Regions from separate parts of the Columba livia genome. Here region 1 is linked to region 2. A link is a contact called in public Hi-C data. All regions are on one chromosome and are shown on one strand. The core of a region is the stretch at or near the end of the contact, and the rest is flanking DNA. Distances in the headings are between cores, read along the strand shown.

The links. Hi-C and Micro-C count contacts between places; a contact is called where the count stands out from the background.
Region 1: a Hi-C map of liver shows a contact between it and region 2, with 4 times the contacts expected there. The contact joins the promoter of AFTPH here to the promoter of VPS54 in region 2. A contact is called at or near these places in 2 of 2 Hi-C or Micro-C datasets (crop and liver).

The regions. Positions count from the first base shown.
Region 1 is chr3:112,178,402-112,181,101 of bColLiv1.pat.W.v2, forward strand. AFTPH (aftiphilin) reads left to right here and starts at 1,420. Exons shown (of 8, transcript XR_010471890.1): 1 at 1,420-1,559. LOC135579209 (a long non-coding RNA gene) reads right to left here and starts at 1,685. Exons shown (of 2, transcript XR_010471897.1): 1 at 1,550-1,685.
Region 2 is chr3:111,877,055-111,879,754 of bColLiv1.pat.W.v2, forward strand. VPS54 (VPS54 subunit of GARP complex) reads right to left here and starts at 1,340. Exons shown (of 24, transcript XM_065059241.1): 1 at 1,187-1,340; 2 at 606-717.

The DNA.
Region 1 (2,700 bases), core at 170-2,669, 300 kb after region 2:
TGAAGAACAAAGCAGGCATGTATTGTTATTTCTCATTATTTCATTTAGTGGTTTTGCTGTAAGCATTCTTTCACCTATGAGGTCAAACCACTATCTACTTGTGCTCCTTGGGAAAAAGAACAAATAAGATATATATTTTTTAAATATTAAAATTGTTTAAAAAATAGAGTATTTATCTGTATGTCTTTTTGTCAGTCTTTCTACTCCTCTTTACAGAATTTGCACAACCAAAACCCAAACAAAACTGTAAAAAGCCAGTTCAACTAAAGCATGATTTGACTGACAACTAGCCTATGTACACACCATCCCTAGGAAGCGTAGGCATACATGAATCTCTTTTTCCAGAAATAAATTCGCAAAACTACTCTTTGAAGGTGGTAACTCCGTCAGACCCTGATGCTCAGGAGCTGAGGTTTCAGCACAACGCAGACAGGCCCTTGGGGATCCCACCTGGACTAAGAGCTCTGCAAACTCTGAAGCTGAGGAACTTACCCCCTTGGTCACAAGGAGACATAAAGGTGGAATAGTGAGTGGTATGGCAGCCTGTTCCAGACATGGGTTGAGGATCAAACATATGGGATCACACTACTCCCCTCTAAACTTCAAAGGGGTGAAAATTTGCAGTAAGCAAAACCTCCTATGCAGAAATCACAGGACGGGTGGTGGTTGGAAGGGACCTCTGGAGATCATCCAGTCCAACCCACCTGCTAAAGCAGGTTCACCAGAGCAGATCACACAGGAAAGTGTCCAGGTGGGTTTGAATGTCTCCAGAGGAGACTCCACAGCCTCTCTGGGCAGCCTGTTCCAGGGCTTGGTCACCCTCAAAGTAAAGAAGTTTCTCATCATGTTTACATGGAACCTGCTGTGTTTCAGTCTGTACCCATTGCCCCTCATCCTGTCATTGGGCACCACTGAAAAGAGCCTGGTCCATCCTCTTGACACCCACCCTTGAGATATTTCTAAGCATAAATAAGACCCCCTTTCAGCCTTTTGTTCTCCAGGCTGAACAGCCCCAGCTCTCTCAGTCCTTCCTTGCAATAAAGATGTTTCAGACCCCTCATCACGTTTGCAGCTCTCCACTGGACTCCCTCCAGTAATTCCTTGTCCTTCTTGAACTGGGGAGCCCAGAACTGCACGCAGTACTCTAGACCCGCTCTCTGCCAGCCTAACCCTCAAGGCTTGGAAACCAAACACTCCCGCAGCGCGGGCATAACCACGGTCGTGTTGGCGGCAAAGCTCCGAGCCACAGCGCAGCTCCCCCGGGGAGCTCAGCCCTCCGGACAGCTGCCGGGAGGGATTGTCCACAAATGCCCCATTTCTATTTTGGATGGGGGTTTTTTATGTCTCCGCGGGCAAACGCCCGCACGGCCCCGGGCACGGAAACACTGCAACCCGACGCTGCCCTCTTCCTCCCGAGACCAACATGGCCGCCGCGGCATCCCCACGGCACCGCCTCACCCCTCGTCCAAGATGGCCGCCTTGCTGCGGTGGAGGCGGCTTGCCAGCACTCAATATGGCGACAGCGCCGTTAAACCACCATCCTCCTCACCTAGCAAGGGGTAGGTATCACCACAGCGGCGTTAGTAGCTGGTTTGTTTATTAATTTACGTGCCCGCCCCGCCGGCTGCCGCTGGAAGTGACGCGACTCCGGGGGCGGCGGTGCGCTGCCTGCCGGGAGGCCAAGTGGGCGGTGGCGGGGCAGGAGGCGGTGGCCGCCGGGAGGGGGCCGGGCCGCAGCGACGCGGTTCCTGTCGCCGTGACATGGGTTCCCCCTCGATGGCGGTTGCCGCGGGAGGCCCCAGATAACCGGCTGCGTCCCCTGTCCCCTTCCCTCCCGCCGCCATGCCCGCTCGGGCCCCGCCGCCTCCCGCGCAGCCCGCAGGTAAGAATCGGCGCCGCCGCTGCCGCCGAGCGGGGGGCCGTTCGTTCCCTCCGGGCCTGGCGGGGGAAGGGCACCCCCTGCCCCGCGGTAGCTTGCGGGGACCTCCGGGGGCTGCACCCGGGGCCCTGCAGCGGCCGGGCCCGTCAGGGCAGCGCGCTCTCCGTCCTTCTCCCTCCGTCCCCAGGGGAGGGCGGCGAGGCCGGGCCGCCCTGTCGGGGCGGGGGGGAGTGAAGCCCCGCAGCGCTCCCCTTGCGGAGGCGCCTCTTGCTCGGCTTGCCCCGCCGCGGCTGGAGCGGGGGGACGGGCCGCGGCGGGGCCGGGCTCGGAGCCGGGCGGCTTTGTCCTTCGGCGGCGTTGTGCCGCTCCTCGCAGCGGCCCCGGGCGGGGTGGCTGCCCCGCGTTCCTGTGGAGTTCAGCGGGGCCGCAGCTGGAGGAGAGGGCTCGGTCGCTTGAGGTGCGGTAGAAGAAGTTACGCTGTGTTCGGCTTTTCCTCATAAGCTTGCCTTCTTTAAGTGGCGTAAAGTGTGTCAGTTGCTAAATGCATCTGAAGATGCCATGTTAAAACACAGTTATGATTTTAATTTATTTACAATTAATGCCATTCTAAAACGGGGGACAATTGCTGAAATGCTTATTCGGTCCCGACACTTCGGTTTGGTACTGTAAGTGGCTACCTGATGAACCAAAATATGCTTTTTCCCTAGAGTACGCAATCCCTTAAACCAAGGGTTAAACCTTAGGATTCCTTCAAAGCATCAGTAAGTTGTTTTCTTGATAATGACAGCCCCTTCCTTCCAGCTTCAGCACAGAAACTGAAA
Region 2 (2,700 bases), core at 90-2,589:
GTAAGACGGTAAAGTCAAGACACCACCTGCACTTAGAGCTCTCAAAAGCATACATGCAAATCAGTAAGCAAGTAAATATTTTTATTTACTTTAAAAGAGGTACTTCAAATGTTTGGGATCACTCGATGGTCTGTAACAGAAATCCTAAGTACTGATAAAAGTTAAGAAAAATGGAAAAGGAAAGGAGAATCAATAAAATACTATGTCCAAAACTGGACAGTCAAATAGAGAGAAAGTTAATTTTTTGTTGAAAGTGCAAGAGATAAGTATTTTGCAAACACATATGGGTATTTCTCTAATCGTGACATACCGTCTTTGAAAAATTACAGTAAGGAAAGGTAAGAAACTACATTTGTCTATGCACACAGTTTTAGGACTGTCTATAAACCCAGGAACCACCACAATCCTAAAAAACATTTTTTGGAACCAACAAATCCTTTAGCTCTCCCCATCCCAGTCGCCATTAACATGGGTGTCACATGCCAGCATTACAGAGAAAAAACCCAAGCACCTGCCCCAAACGTTACTTTCCCACACCAGCACCAGATGCTCACAAAATCCACACCTGGCGAGCACGGCATCGCCTCGCACGGAGCCAGACGTACCTTAGCAAGGACACGCCGGGCGTATCTCGGGGAGGCCGTCGTCATATCTCTCCCTGTCGCATCTCACGGAAAACCACCTGGCCTGGGAGATGGGGGACGGCACGTCGGTGACCTAAAGGGGAGAGCCCGCATGAGGGAGGGCGGCGACCGCCGTGCTCAGGGCAGCCCAGCAAAGCCTGGCTTAACCCTGGCACTTCCACACACTCAGCGTCTCCCCGCCAGGGATGGGCACGGAGTTCAGACACCACCCGTTTCCCACCGGGGGGTTACCATGGAAATACAAAACCTAAATTTGCAGGGGAAAAAAAAAAACGCAGAACGGTGCAGCATTCCCCCGCGCCTCAAAGTTGGCGCCCCTTCCCTCACACCCTCCCTCACACCCTCCTCTCCCTCACACGGCCCCGGGCCGCCCCTCACCGCGCCCGGGCCGCAAAGACAAAGGGCACCCGGGAAAATTCAACTTTCCTGGCCGCTCTCCGTGAGATCCCCCCTCCCCCCAGCCGCGGGCGGAGGCGGGGAGGCACCTGCACCGGCGGCCTGGCAGCGGGCGGCAGGCCGGGCGGGGAACTCCCCCTGCCTACCTGCGGCGCCGGGCGGGCGGGCGGCGCGGCCTAGCGCGGCGCCAGCGCCTCCGCGGCGACACGTCGCTCCCCCCCCCGCGCAGGGCGGCGCGGCGCAGGAAGCGGCCCGAGCGGCGGCAACGAAGGCGGCGGGAGGGGACCAGGCACCGCCTCTCCCCGCCGACCCGGGGAGGAGCCGCCGCCGCGGCCGGCGGAAGGGGCTGCCCCTGCCCGCCCGCGCTTAGGGTTGCGGTTCCGTCCCCTCAGGAGCCGCGCCGGCCCGTGGGGGCGGCCTCGGAGCGGAGGTGCCGCCACCCAGACCCGGGCTGGGGGTGACTCCCAGTGCCATCCCGCGGTGTCCTGGAGCCGGGGCGCCGCCACTTAGGAGTCCCCACGAGTGCCCAGTGCTGCCATTCCAGGATGTGGGAGGCCCCGTGTGTGACTCACAACTGAAGTGCTGGCATTTGAGAGGCCCCACGAGTGTCCCACAGCTACAGCATTTCAATGTCCTCACAAGTGCCTCGCTGCCACAGCACTGCCATCGCAGGGCGTGAGGGGCCCGTGGGTGCCCCACAGCCAAGGTGTTGCCAGCTGGCAGGCCCCATGAAGAGAAGCTGCCAAATCAACATATACTGTGATTAAGTTATAAAGGGCACACCCATCATTAACCAATTGACGTGAGATAATTGCTTTCTGACCACTTGCAAAATGAGGGGATATTTTCCAAGTTTTAGATCCTTTTGCATGACGAGAGGGAGGCAGAAGATTAAGTGATACATTGTTTAGAAGCAGAGTGCTTAGTTTGTATTTAGCTAATAATTAATAGAGGTACTGTAAGTAAGAAATAATTGTAACTAACACTGTCAATTATTTCTTAATACAGATGTTCTGTATTCCAAAATTTTCAAAAATTGTAATGCATATGTAATAATTACGTGAATATAAGCAACACAACAGCATCCAGTCTTTGGAGCACTAATGAAGGATGATCCCCAGTGCTCCCCAGCACTGACAAAATAAAGAATGCTGCTTAACAGTATAATTGACTCTGCTGTTAATTTTATTTCTCCATTTTACCCGTGGATGAGGTGCTGCCATGTGGGAGTCCCCACAAGTGCCCCACAGCTACAGCACTGCCATCCTGGGGTGTGAGGGACACCGTAACTCATGGCTGAGGTGCCGCTGTTACAGAGGCACCATCACTTGAGAGGCCCCACAAATGCCCCATAGCCAAGGTGCTGCCATTTGAGAATCCCCTGAAATGGAGAAATAAACGTAACAGCTTGTAAACAATATATCACTTAATCTTCTCTCTCCCTCTTGTCATGCAGAAGGATCTGAAACTTGGAAAATATCCCCTCGTTTTGCAGGTGGTCAAAAAGCATTTACCATGTCAACTGGTTAATGATGGGTACGTCTTTTGTAACCTAATCACAGTATACATTAATTTAGCAGCTTCTCTACCCCACAAGTGCCCCACAGCTACAGCACCACCATCCCAAGGGACAAGAGTCCCCACTAAGTGCCCCACAGCC